Regions from separate parts of the Mus musculus genome. Here all the other regions are linked to region 1. A link is a contact called in public HiChIP or PLAC-seq and promoter capture Hi-C data. All regions are on one chromosome and are shown on one strand. The core of a region is the stretch at or near the end of the contact, and the rest is flanking DNA. Distances in the headings are between cores, read along the strand shown.

Region 1 (4,434 bases), core at 1,889-4,388:
GGGGATTCAGGGATCAAATACACTACTATATTTCACAGGTTATAAAATAAGGTGAAGTAGTACTGACACACAGTATTGGGGCTGAAGATTAGAAGGTTAGTATCAGGTAGTTTGCCCCATAAATTTAAACAATACCACATCCAAAACCTGATCAATTCAACAATTAAAAAGTTTGTTAGAGCCTATATAACGGCTTGTCTCATGGGGAAAGAGAACACCGGAATAGGTTAGACTTTCTTGCTATAGCAAGCTCAAATTGTGTCAGACGGTTTTGTTCATCTGCCACAGAGTGTTGCTTGCAATGCTTTAAAGTCACTGTAGCTTAATAGATAAGCCTTGACTCTTAACAACAGACATCTGGTTTAGCAGCCATTTTTCACCCTTATTGCTACATAAAACAGGACATTTTCCAATGTCTTACAGTCAAAGTCACAAAGTCCAGAGCTAGGCATGGTGGTGAATGCCTTTAATCCCTTTTAGATGCAGAGGGCAGCCTGATTCAGAGGTCTGGGATAGCCAGAGCTACAGAAAAATCCTGTCTTCAAAAACCCCATGCACAAACAAACAATAAAATTCACTTATGAGCTCATAGTGTATTCTTATATAGCAACAACAGAAAAAAAAATCTTCTTTTATTCTACTAGTCAATTTATTAAAAAGACTTACCAGGTGGGTTTTTGAGAATGAATGTACAGAGTTTATGATGTGTGTCAAGCATGCCTCGGTACCCACAGGCTTTACAAGAATTACCTATTGTTTGCTTCTTTGGATTGACATGCTATTAAGGAAAGTAAAAACAAGTGTCATCTACAGCCAAAAAGGAAAAGTGGATAGAAGTTTTTGTTACATTATAAAAGTGCCAGAAGACATCTAAAGTACTAATTTAACCCAATTTTCTTCATGATAGTCTTGAAAAAAAACCTAAAAGGCACTCACCAGATCTGTTTCAGGATTCTCACACTCAGGACAGAGAACAAATTTTTTAATGAATCCATCCAACATGTCTTGCAGCTTATTCGCCTCATGAGATCCATTGACAATGTAACGGTCATTCTTAACATCAAACTGGGTCTGTGCTCCCAGCTCACAACCAAAATATTTGGTGGGATCTGTATAAAGACAAGACATTCCATTATAGTTAACTAAAGCACTGGTTGCACGTGAATATACAAAAACTCACCGTGTTAAAATTACAGGGAAACTGAAATACAGCCAGGGTGGCTTAATGACACCCAATCAAGTAGGTCCGCAGTTCCAACTTGCTAATTAACATGATTGAGGAAAGATGTATAGCTCAAAGACTGTAAAAACTATAGCCATAATATACCTTTTCAGGCTTCTCCAAGCTTTACTTACACGTTGGAGGCCGATTAAGCGCCTTTGCAACGTCAACCATGTTGACTATAACTGTCTTGATTCCATTTCCTTTGCCCTCAACCTAAAGGAAATAAGAATTTCAATTTTGCACTGTCTTCCCTGTGAAATGTAATCTTTCAAAACCTATCAAGAGTGTGCGGACCAACAGGCTACTAAAATAAAAACCAGCATTACCTTAGCAATCAAACGGGGCATCTTGTAGCGATAGAACTGGTCTGACACGCTGCGGTTGACGTTGACAGACATTTTGGCTTATTAGTGACTTTATCAATAAGATGAAGAGATCTTTGATTGCAACTTTTTGGTATCTTCTGTCTGGAGAAGAAGGGATGACATAAACGACTGCAAGAGTTCTCGGTCTCTGACATGAAAAAATTTTCGCCACTGAGGCTGTAAGCTTCTTGCTTGTATGCTATGTTTCCCCAATACAGGTACCAATGGCTGCGCAACAGCTCTGAAAGAGAAAAGGAGAAAACACACAACAACCCTACAGGTTTAGCATCACTCCTCCCCGGGACAACTTCCCGTCCCCGAGTCCCTCACACAACTAACACTCCGAGCTCTAACAGCCCGAGTCCTTGTGAGAAAACAGCTGACATCCCCATGTAACAAAGCACAACTCCAGGAACCCAGGAGGCCACCATTTTGACACGGGTTGTGACTGGCAGGGAAACTGCTCGAAACGAGGAGGACAACACGGAACACAAACCCTGCTCCCTCAGCCGCCGGGAGATTGTCACATCAAAGGCCACCGGCGAGTCATGGGTTGCCCCGGCCGAGCGACAGCGTTGTAACTGCCGAAAAGGGGATCCGGGCCCTTTCTCTCCCTCACTTCAGGCCCGGGGGCCACCAACTTCGCCGATGGCGCCTCCCCCGGCTGCCATCGTGGTAAAACGGGAAACGTCGAGCCGGACCTGCCAACCGCCGAGGGGCGGCTTCGGCGACTCCGGGGGCTTCAGGGCGGCAAGTCCAGGCTGGGAGCCATTGGCTCCGTCGGAGCACGAGGACCACGGCCGAAGCCGCGCCCGGGCTCCCTCCCCTCGCTCCCTCGGCGCACGGCCGACCTTCGCCCTCGTCCCCATGGCTACGCGACGGTCGCAGCCCGTCGCCCGGCCTCCCCCTTCCGGCGGCCGGCGGGGCAGAGGTGCGGCCTCCCTGAGTCACAAACGCGCCCCGGGCCTGACTCAGCCACGGCGCGCGCGCGGGCGCGCTCCCGCACGGCCCGGCCCCCCCCAAACTGCGCCACACGCGCGGCGGGTCACGCGGCCGCGCCGCCATCTTGCCGCCGCCATGGCCCGCCGCCCGCGACTCACCGTTTTCGTCAAATAAAGACATAAACCCAACGCGGCTCGCCCGGGACTGGGAGGAAGAGGCGCTGGAAACCGGGTCCGGAGCGGCGGGGCCGGCGGCGAGCGGAGGGGCGGCTGGGCAGGTGCCGCCGCCGAGCAGCGGGAGGGACTGTCCCAGCGACGTCCGCGTCCACACCAGCAGCGCCGAGCCTGGCGACCTGGCGGGGACAAGGCAGTGAGCGGCGGGCGGCGCCTGCCCCCGCCGGCGGCCCGCGGGGTGGAGGGGCGGGAGCGCAGGGCAGGGGCGCGGGCCACCGCCCCCCGCGGACTCACCTCTGGAATGTTCTCGCTCTGACTGAACAACGCCGCCGCCGCGCTCAAGCTACCCTCGGCCCCGGAGCCCGCCCCTTGTACCGGGCAGCCACCGCTTATTGGCCGCAGGCCCTCCCAACTTCTCTTGTCATTGGCTCGCATGCACGTCGATCTCACGCTTCTCCGCCCTCCACTTCCTGGGGCTCCACTCGTGGTCTCGGCCCGCCTCCTGCCTGTCCCAGCTTCCTTCCCTTCCCTTCCCCCCCCCAACTCCGTCCTTCCCAGAGGCCTTCGCGGTCTCGCGATAGCCCGGCTCGCTCTGAGTTTATGCGTTCAGGCACTATGGCGCCTGCCTAGTCCTCTCTCGGGGCGGGGCCGGGCCGGCTATGTCCACGGTGCTTCTCTGTGGGCCACGCGTGATCTAACTGCTCATCTGGACCGCGCCAGGAGGCTCCCGACACTGCGGCTCCCCTTGCCTCTTTCCCACCACCCTTCCTGCTGCCTGGCCCGTGCCTGTCATCCCATATGGTGCCTCTCCCTGAGCTCGGGGAGCCAAGCCGCCGCCGAGCCGAGACTCCGCGGTTGTGGCTCTGAGGTTTCCCACGATAGAAACCTTTTTTTGTGTAGCTTGGGTCCCCGCGCAACTTAGGGTGGTCTCGACCCCAGTCAGGTCCGGCTGTGCCTCGAGGTTTGGCCATCCCCCCGCCTCGGGGCTCAGTCGCCACGTAGGGCCACCCCGTCCAGCCCAGCCCGGTCTGTAAAGGCCAGGCTGGTTGGTGACTGTGACTCCCTGCAGGTGCACCCGAGGAGGCAACAGTGTTTTATTTACTAACAATTTATGTTCGGAAGAGGAGCCCGGACTTTTTCTTTCCTAGACACTCTTCCATTATTTAAAAGAAAAAAAAAACTTCTTTTTTTGGTAAAAGTTTCGACTGAGAGTTGAAATCATCCCAGAGTCCAACTAATAATATAGAAATACCTGTTCCACCTTCCCAGGGCTTCTGAGAGCAGCAGCCTGGCTTAGTCAGCAGCTGCCTGGTTTCCTGGATGGGGAGAAAGAGCAGTGTTGTGGAAGAAGGGCTGCCCTTTGTTCTACGCCAGTAGAATTTGTAACAAGGTTAAAATGGAAAGATCAATTTTATTTTGCCCAAATCCAAGGTTATTTCCCCATGACTTAAAAGCTCTGTAAAGCTAATTGACCATGTCCGTGAGGGAGACTAAAGACAAGATGCAGAACTGAAAGATTTGTGTCTCTTCTGTAGCTTTTATTTCACAGTCCATGGCTCTACAGTTTTTACGGCTCTGTGCTTATCCAGGTTCCCCCTCGTTAAAGTGGAAAGATCTCAGGCAGTGCCTCTGTGAGCCATGGATCATGACTTGGCAGTATTGGAAAAGATTGAGTTTTTGCTTGGCTGAACTCAAATGGCAATATTTTAGAAACTCTCAGAAAAGGGTG
Region 2 (4,517 bases), core at 684-3,183, 700 kb after region 1:
GGGATAGACTCACAGAATGTGAGTCTATCCCAAAGTTATCACATAGCCTACGATTTAAGAAAGACAGTTTGCAGCAGGGGCAGTGGTGGTGTCCCCCTGCTTCTGTATCAAAAGATCTGGTGGAAAGAGTCACCTGACAGGAAAGCTGGAGTGGCAAAGGATAAAAGCATTTTCCAAAGTCTATGTAGCTGGAACTATGTAACCCAGGCTGGCCTTGAACTCGCAGAGATCGGCCTGCCTCCACCCATAGCCCCAAGCCACAGTGCTGGGACTAATAGCAGGAATGTGTGACAACCCCCTTTTCTCTGTGTCTCTTGCTTTTTCCAGACGCCTGAGTTGATTCTCCTGGCCTTCTTCACTAAGGCTCCATGACTCTAAGCTTGTCCTTCCTCTCCCCTCTGCAGCGGCTGGTGATCGAGCTCAGTCACTGAGTTCTAGCTTTTATCTTCCTCTTCACATTTTTAAATTTTGACATAGAGCTCTGGAACACACAGTCACAGGAAGGCAGAACATTTTCCATAGAGAAACCGAAGTCCTGCTTGTGAATTCTGGGCTTGGGGTGAGATGGAGAAACAGAAAACAAATAGGGAAATGAAAATAATTTAAATGTTTCACTCCCAATGTGTGCATATGAAAACTGTTAGACAAAAAAAAAAAAAGAAAGAAAAATAGACAAACAGAAGGGCTTTTCAGATGTTACTTCTATTTTTCTATTTATTTATTTGTTTATTTATTATGTATTTATTTACTTATTATATTACAGTAAGTACACTGTAGCTGTCCTCAGATACTCCAGAAGAGGGCATCAGATTTCGTTATGGATGGTTGTGAGCCACCATGTGGTTGCTGGGGTTTGAACTCAGGACCTTTGGAAGATCAGTTGGTGCTCTTAACCACTGAGTCATCTCGCCAGCCCCAGATGTTACTTCTAATTTGCTAAAACACATCAGTTGTTCCAGGGGCCAGTTTGAAACACACCCTCCATAAAATATGTACACGTTGAAACCCTTTGCGCCCAACTTCTTCTGGGCACAGAAACACAGGGAGTCAGAAGCCATGGGCTGGTGTCTGGGTTCAGTGATCCACCAGGAGGTGCCCCTGACAAAGCTCTTTATCATCTTGGGACTCCAACAACAGGATATATGGTTTCTATTGCCCAAGTCAGCAAAAACACTTCTCCCATCTGCCTGTTTAACTGGGTCAAAGGGTAAAGTTTGTCCTGAATCCTCAATGCTTAAAATCAGGCTTGCCCCTAGACAGATAAGAATGATACAGAGGTGACAGGTGCTGATTCCCCTGGCTTTTGGACAAACATTTATTAAGCACTTGCAGTGTGACAGACCCTGTCAAGCCTTAGGCAAAAGCCCCTAGGAATTGGGTGGGGCACCAGGGACATCTCATTTAGTCTTCACTGCGACCACTTGGGTAAGGATTTTTCTTTTTCTTTCTTTCTTTATTGAATTTAAATGCAGTTTATTTTTAGACAACCCACATGACTTTTTTTTCCCCTTTTTTTCTTTTTGAATTTAAATGCATGGGGTGAGAATTTTTCAACCTCACTTTACAGTAACAAGAATTTAGGGATCTCGTCTAGGTCGCTTTTCATTATATCTCCAATGCGTGCAACACTACTTTTAGCAAAGTAAATGTTTGTTGAATTAAGCAGTAAAACTTACAAATTACACAGCAGTAGCTATCAGGCTGCTTTGATGCTCAACTGTAGGTGTTGTCAAGAACAGGCTCCAACTAGTGTTACAGGCAGTTAAAGCTCAAGGAAATTGTTCTCGTCTGGTTCAACATCGTTACATTCTCGGGAGAGCTGGGAAGAGTCAGTCCCACCAAGGTCGCCTACTCACTAGGTAAGAAATTATACTTAAATTTAAAGCGGCGAGAGGTTGCGTAGCGACCGAACCGAGGCGGCAGGCTGCACCGCGCATGCGTGAACGGGCCAGCGGTTTTTAAACCCTCTCCTTTGCGCATGCGTATACGCATGTCTCCGGAACGCCCCTCCCTCCTAAGGGTCTGGCGGTTGCTAAGGCGACAGGAATACAATATGGCGGCCGGATCCTAACGCTCCCCAGCCAGGGACCACCGCGAAGGTCCTCGAGCCGGAAGCCACCTCTGGAAGGGAGAAGGCCGGTACCACAGTCTCCTCTTTTCTTTTCGGTCCGGGGCCGTCCAGGGGCTGACGGCGTCATCCGCGTTCAGGATGAAGAGTGAGTGGGGCCGGAGAAGGGCTGAGGGTCCCCGGGGCCTGCGGGGCGGCGCCGCAGGTACCCGGGGCTAGGCAGCGGGTTCTGCTGGAGTTTGAGGAGTTGTGTCATTTCGTTCATTCACTCGCTCATTCGTTCGTTCGTTCGTTCGTTCGTTTGTCGGATCGCATCTGAAATCTCAAGACATTGGCCGTCGGCTCTGAGCGCTCACACGGTGGCTCCCCGCCCCTGCGGGACGGCGGCTTAAACCGCGTTCGAGAGGGACGCTGGGCCGCCTATCTTACTTTCTGAGTTAAACAGTTGTGGTTCTGAAAGCATCCTTTTAGCGGAATGTAAAACGGTTGCTTAGAAGTTGGGAGATGAGGCAGTCTTTCTAGAAAATAGAAGGACTGGAAAACTGGACTTAGTGCCGGGTTTGTGGGTAACCTGGAGTCCAAATGCGACTAGACAAGTCGGTTTTGTTGGGACCGCTGTTTGATTTTCATAGATATACGGTTATGATTGCCTGTGATAGTGTAGCCAGAAGTGTAGTCTCTTACCGTGATTAGATTGTGTTCTCTGTAGTTACAATATCAAATTGACACTACATTTTAATTGCAGTGCAGTAATTTCTATGTACCATAAATGACATAACATTTAAAAAATAAGTCATCTCATTCACCCTTCAGTCTTGTGTCACTGTGTCACTCCCTTTAAGGAAGATTAATGTGGTCTTGAGGGGAGTGACGGGCGCATTCATTCCCCTCACTTAGAGGCAGAGGCAGTTGAATTTCCATGAGTTTGAGGCCAGCCTGATCAGTATAACAAATTTCAGGATAGCCAAGCCTACTAGACAGAAACTGTCTCAAAAAAAAAACAAAAAAAAACAAAAACAAAATCTGATGCAGTAGCATGCACCTGCAATCCCAGCATGCCTATGGTGAGATGGGAGCAGAGATAAGAGATTCCCAAAGAGCTCGAAGTTCAGGCATATGCAGTGCTAAACACCACAGACACTACTACAGGTGTTCCTCTCACCCCAGCTATGGTATCTTCTCTCTCCCTCCACACCCTTCTCTCTAGTATTCTCTCTCTCACCACAGATCCTATAGACACACTTAAAGAGGAGAAAAACAAAAACAAAAAAAAATTTAAGAAAAGTTAAAAAATAGACACATCATAAAATGCAAATTATATATGCAAAATATTAATTTAAAAAAATTTAAGTTTTATATATATATATATATATATATATATATATATATAGAGAGAGAGAGAGAGAGAGAGAGAGAGAGAGACAAGGCTAGCCTCAAACTCAGAAATCTGCCTGCCCCTGCATCCCAAGTGCTGGGATTAAATGCATGCGCCACCACCGCCCGGCTCATTTTGGTTTTTCAAGACAGGGTTTCCCTTTGTAGCCAAAGCTACCCTAGAACTAGCTCTGTGGACCAGGCTGGCCTAGAATTCAGAGATTAGCCTGTTTCTGCCTCTCAAGTGCTGGAATTAAAGGCGTGCACCATCACCACCCTAGGCCTCCAGAAAGTGGATTGTGGCCAAAGTTTTGGTAACACCCAGGTTTAGCCAGTTTTCCTGTCCTCCTCCTTTGCCTTGTAAGTCATTTGCATAGTGAGTGGCAAGGTGTCCCAGGGTAAAGTTAAGAGCATCCGCTCTGGAGGTGGAGGACATTGCAGCCAGGCACGGAGCTAGGCAGACCCACAGCCTCAGGAGTCCCTGCCGCCTCTCAGCCCCCTCAGCTCTCATCCTTAAACAGGTGTAGTGACAGCAATCTCCAGGGAAGATGCTGAGGATGCTGAGGGGTCAGGTAAGACGGTGTGTGTGTGTGTGTGTGTGTGTGTGTGTGTGTGTAAGACACCACTGTGTCTGGCATGCAGACTGGGAGTGAGTGCCTGGCTGGCCCAGTGGATGGAAGACATCGACTCGAGAGAGAAGATGAGCTTGACCAATCCTTACTTGAAGACATTTGTCCTTACTGGATCTAATTAGAGTCCTTACTTTTTCCTCTCTAGACTGTTTTTTGGTTTGGTTTGGTTTTTGGTTCTTTGAGACAGGCTTTCTCTGTGTAGCCCCAGTTGCCTTGGAACTCACTCTGTAGACTAGGCTGGCCTTGAACTCACAAGAGATCCGACTGTCTCTGCTCCCAAATGCTGGCAGTAAAGGTGTGTGCCACCACTGCCTGGCCTGTCTGATTTTTTTTTTTTTAAGATTTATTTATTTTATGCATGTAAGTACACTGTAGCTGTCTTCACATACACCAGAAGAGGGCATCAGATCTCATTACAGATGGTTGTGAGCCACCATCTGGTT
Region 3 (4,299 bases), core at 1,714-4,213, 950 kb after region 1:
ACTTGGCAGTTACTCATAACTCTCTAAATGGATCTAAGATCCACTCAACGAGATGGAGAATATGCTATGTGCTGGAAACCTACCTATTAAATGCTATTGATCTTGGATTGTGGAGAACCTACAACCACTACTTTACTAAAACAACATAGTTCATACCAATCTAAGCATTTGTCCTCATATCCACACGTAACTGTGGCCCTCACCCGTCCTCAGGAACTTCTTTTTACAAGAGATGGGGATCATTACAAAAGAGTCACATCTAATCCAAATGCAGAATTGTGGAACCCAATGGTACACAACACCCTGTATCCACGGCTCAGGGGACATTGTAGAAGAGAGGGTAGAAAGTCTGTGCTCAGGTGAGTGGCCTTAATCCTACACAAAGAACTACAGGCAACTAGGGAATGCTGGGAGTGGGAGACAGTCTTCCCTAGACAAGCGTTTGTTTTCTATCAAATAACAAACTGTTTATCCAAAGCCCTGAAAACGTACATATGGCTAACATAAGCAGGTTATATTCAGGACTGTGTGTATTTATACCTATATGCATGTAATAACAACTAATGAAATAAGAGGCCATGAATTTGAAAGAGAACAAAGAGGGGCTCATGGGATGTTTTGGGTGTATGTGTGTGTGATGCAATTTACGTAATCTTAAAGTGAACCAGACAACTTGAGGTTGCTCCCCAGGACCCACAAGCTGCTTCCCAGAGTACTCACAATGTGACTCCAAGTCACAAGCATGACTTAACTCCATGAGGAGTGCAAATGCAGAGACGGGGTGACCCTGACCTTGTCATGCACCCAGAGACCACTTCCTGCCCAGTACTACCTAATAATACCATAAACCTCCACCTACATCACCATAGACACACACTAATACCAACTTTATTCCTAAAGGTAAAATGCCAGCATTCTCCAGGCTTATCAAAGCACACGAAAACATGAGCATATGGGCTGAATAAAAACAGCAGAAAAACCGGGTTTCAAACTGGTCAAATGCACTGACCAATGGAGGGCCGCCACGAGGCACAACACCCGAACATGGACCCTGTAAGGAGGGTGCCTGACATCGTGATGACCACCCGCTGAAGCAGAGACCTCTGAACTTTACCTAGGGCTTCAGCCCGGCCCGTCACCTCCTACGTGCGTGAACGGCTGACAATCCACCTATCTACTTGAAGCTATACCTGTCTTACACCTGAACACTACACCTGCGGCCTAGATCCCTGATCTCTCAGGTTCTGAGCTCCATGCCCCCAACAGCTATCCACTTGGACTCCTTAATCCCTAAATACTGTATTTGTGCCAGATGGTGGTGGTATAGTCCCTTAACCCCAACACTTGGGAGGCAGAGGCAGGTAGGTCTCTGTGGATTTGAGGCTAGCCTGGTCTAGAATGAATTCCAGGACAGCCAAAGCTACACAGAAACCCTATCTTGGAAAATCAAATGAACAAAACCAAGCAAACCAAACCAGCAAATGTTGTAGCAGCTATCTGCCTCTGCCTCCAGGAAGGCCTCTGTGAACTCTAACCTTGAATAGCCATTCTGTAATTTACATTGCATTGTGAGGTGTAATGTGTGACCCAAGAGTTATTATTTATTAAGAGAGTGAGAACAAAACTACTCAACAAATTACATCAATACAAGGGATGCAGACTGCCAATTTATTATTCAGGAAATTCTAACATCATGGAGAGAGAGAATTGTGTCCATGCTTCTGACAGCACCCCCACACCAGGGCTACCTTCCAGGGTTACCAGTATCTTGGGCAGGAAGCAGTGGGAAACAGACATCGCTAGGGCTTCCTTGGAACAGGCATGGCTATGACCCTGGAGGGAATCAGCACAAATTTCCAGATTTTTGAGCCCTAGAACAGTAAGACTCAGGGACAGAGTCGGAGACAGGCAGTTTACTACAAAGAAAGGAGAGAGGGAGACAGAAGTCAAGCCAGGAAGTGCACGCCTTTATTCTTAGGGCAGAGGCAGGGACATCTCTTGAGTTTAGGGTCTACACAGTGAGTTCCAGGTCAGCCAAGAAGAGACTCTGTTTTATAGACAGACAGACAGACAGACAATAAGGCTAGCCAAGGCGAGACCCTGTCTTATGAGTAAATTAGAGAAAGAAGGAAAGAAAGAGGCACCCAGTGAGTGGTAGTGGGAAAGACGGGGTGCTCAAAGTCCTCATCTATGTGAGTTCTGGTCCTCCATAGTTATTTACATAGCAAGCACCTCTACCTCTTTACGTTACCACGTGTCCGGTACACGCCACTTAGGTGGGACGAGTTTCCTGACCCTGCTTACTGGTTTCTTTCGTTAATCTCTCGGCATCCCCAGCCTCCCACCTACTTCAGTTCTCAGAGCTGCTACAGGGGACAGGTTGGCCCTGTCCTATCCACGCTACGGTCGCGTCTCGGGGTTCCATGACGGGGGTCACATGGGACCCTGGTCACCAACCCCGCCTATCAAGTGGAAAGTGACGGGGCTGTAACCCAGGACCTGCCGTTCAGTTCCACGGACGCCTGTTTGCCGCTGTCCAGAAGCCACTTCTGCAGAGTGGCAGGTCGATCACGTGTCGCCAGGGGAGCGGTCACGTGTGGCCTCGAACGATCATGTGAGTCCTCAAGCCAATCACCGCGGCCTGGAAGAAGGGGCATTGCGATTGGCTCATTTTCCTCCCGTGAATATCGCGAGATTCAGAGTCAGACACTTCCCGATTGGTCGATGCGCTGCGTCATTTCCCTGCGCCAGCGTTTAGGTGAAGGTAGTCGGTCTCCCTGTCCTGTGTGCCGTGGGCCAAGCGTCTAAGCTTGGGTCCGGGCCGTCCGCGGCCCTCACTCCCCTCCCGCCAAGGGACGCGGCCCCCTCTGCGGCTTCCTCTAGACGTCGCTGCCTTGTCCTAAGTCAGCCTGCGTTCGAGCTGCCGAACCGAGGTTTCGTGCGGCTTCCTGGCGCGGTGACTCATCCAGTCACGTGCGCCGTGGAGGCTGCGCCTTGCGGAGATCTCCGCCCTGCCGAGATGGCAGAGACCTTCCCGGGGCCGCCCTTGTCCTGCTGCCGTGTTCTGGTGCAGCTGTGCTGAGCTGATATCCTGTTGACTTTGAACTCTTCTCCGTTTTCTGCATGCGCTTTGTCTCATTCCTACGGGGTACCTGCTGCCATCCGCTTGCTCTTTGGTTTGGATGCCGGGTAGCCGTGCTGAGTCCCAACTCTGATGCTCCTGCCTCCACCTTTCCAGTGCTGGCATGGAAGGCGTATGTCAGCACGTCCACCTTACACACACGTACCCACATTTGATTGCCTCTCCACTTGGATCTTGCTGTTCTCGCTGATCCCACATTTATCTGTACATTGCGTCCATCAGACGCAGTTTTGAGTGTCCCACACGGTGCCAGACTGAAGGTACAGCGATAAGTAGGGTAATAGGGACATTGCTTGTAGAGGGCTCACGGGCTATCCTGGGGTGACTGGTTGGAGGGATGTTTTTGCAAGCTCCCTCTTGGCTGCAGTGTGGAATGTTTGAGAAGAAGGTGTTGGGCCGGCAGGAAAAGTTAGTCCTGGGGTGAGGATGAATTCGAATTTGGAATGAGTGCCAGAACCTTTCTAGTTTCAATTTGGCCATATTTTATGGAGACCGCTCAGCAGTTAGGTCCATGTACAGTTCTTCCGGACAATCCGAGTTTAGAGTCCCACGTTAGGGACAGACTATTTATAACCCTAGCCCCAGGGGACCGAACACCCTCTTGCTTCCGTGGGCACTTGCACTCATATGTACAAATCCACATACAGAAACAAACACATTTAAAAAAATAAAATCTTAAGGAGTGAGAGCGTGTGCTGGGGTTTTCTCACTTCTCTGCTCACATTTGCATCTAGCAACACTTCAGGCAGGTGAGGATAATTCCTGGTTTCTGTTTTTCAGCATGGAAAACAGTGCGGCCGGGAGTAGCTGGCCTTACTGCTCAGACTAGGTGAATTTTGCTGATGGCTAAATTTTTGAAGCAGAATTGCAGAGTCAAAATACATGACACCCTGCAGGGTGGAACGTGTTTCTAATGCCAGCATTCAGGGGGCTGGGTAGTAGGATTTTTGGTAAGACTGTCTCAAAATGTTTTCAACACTTACCTTTTAAAACTTTCAGTTGCATTTTTAAGGGTCCTACAAATCTGCAAGCCACCAACAGTAAACTGAAGTGACCCACCCTTCCTCACCTGCTACTGGGGTTACTTTCCTGTCCTTCCAGAAGCATTGACTTGTGGCCCTGAGATCTGCATAGGATGGCGACACTGCCAGTGGGAG

Evidence for each region. Promoter capture Hi-C pulls out the DNA fragments that hold promoters and counts their contacts. HiChIP or PLAC-seq counts read pairs in DNA pulled down with a chosen protein or histone mark.
Region 2: a FOXA1 HiChIP or PLAC-seq map of pancreatic cancer cells shows a contact between it and region 1. The contact joins the promoter of 4921507G05Rik here to the promoter of Eif5 in region 1. A contact is called at or near these places in 4 of 39 promoter capture datasets (the C10 cell line, embryonic stem cells, liver and 1 more), 1 of 484 Hi-C or Micro-C datasets (embryonic stem cells) and 3 of 115 datasets of contacts at active chromatin or transcription factors (extraembryonic endoderm stem cells, memory CD8 T cells and pancreatic cancer cells).
Region 3: a promoter capture Hi-C map of pre-B cells shows a contact between it and region 1, with 4 times the contacts expected there. The contact joins the promoter of B930059L03Rik here to the promoter of Eif5 in region 1. A contact is called at or near these places in 7 of 39 promoter capture datasets (the C10 cell line, hippocampal neurons, liver and 3 more), 6 of 484 Hi-C or Micro-C datasets (CD4 T cells, cerebral cortex, embryonic stem cells and 3 more) and 1 of 9 other capture datasets (liver).

Annotation. Positions count from the first base shown.
Region 1 is chr12:111,536,805-111,541,238 of GRCm38.p6, reverse strand. Eif5 (eukaryotic translation initiation factor 5) reads right to left here and starts at 3,138. Exons shown (of 12, transcript NM_173363.5): 1 at 3,000-3,138; 2 at 2,691-2,884; 3 at 1,552-1,831; 4 at 1,357-1,438; 5 at 937-1,109; 6 at 667-778. The coding sequence starts at 1,623. Snora28 (small nucleolar RNA, H/ACA box 28) reads right to left here and starts at 293; the gene lies at 172-293.
Region 2 is chr12:110,838,445-110,842,961 of GRCm38.p6, reverse strand. It overlaps 4921507G05Rik (RIKEN cDNA 4921507G05 gene), which reads right to left and starts at 1,933. Exons shown (of 2, transcript NR_152102.1): 1 at 1,677-1,933; 2 at 1-553. Mok (MOK protein kinase) reads left to right here and starts at 2,023. Exons shown (of 12, transcript NM_011973.2): 1 at 2,023-2,216. The coding sequence starts at 2,210.
Region 3 is chr12:110,590,038-110,594,336 of GRCm38.p6, reverse strand. B930059L03Rik (RIKEN cDNA B930059L03 gene) reads right to left here and starts at 2,963. Exons shown (of 1, transcript NR_033340.1): 1 at 1,658-2,963.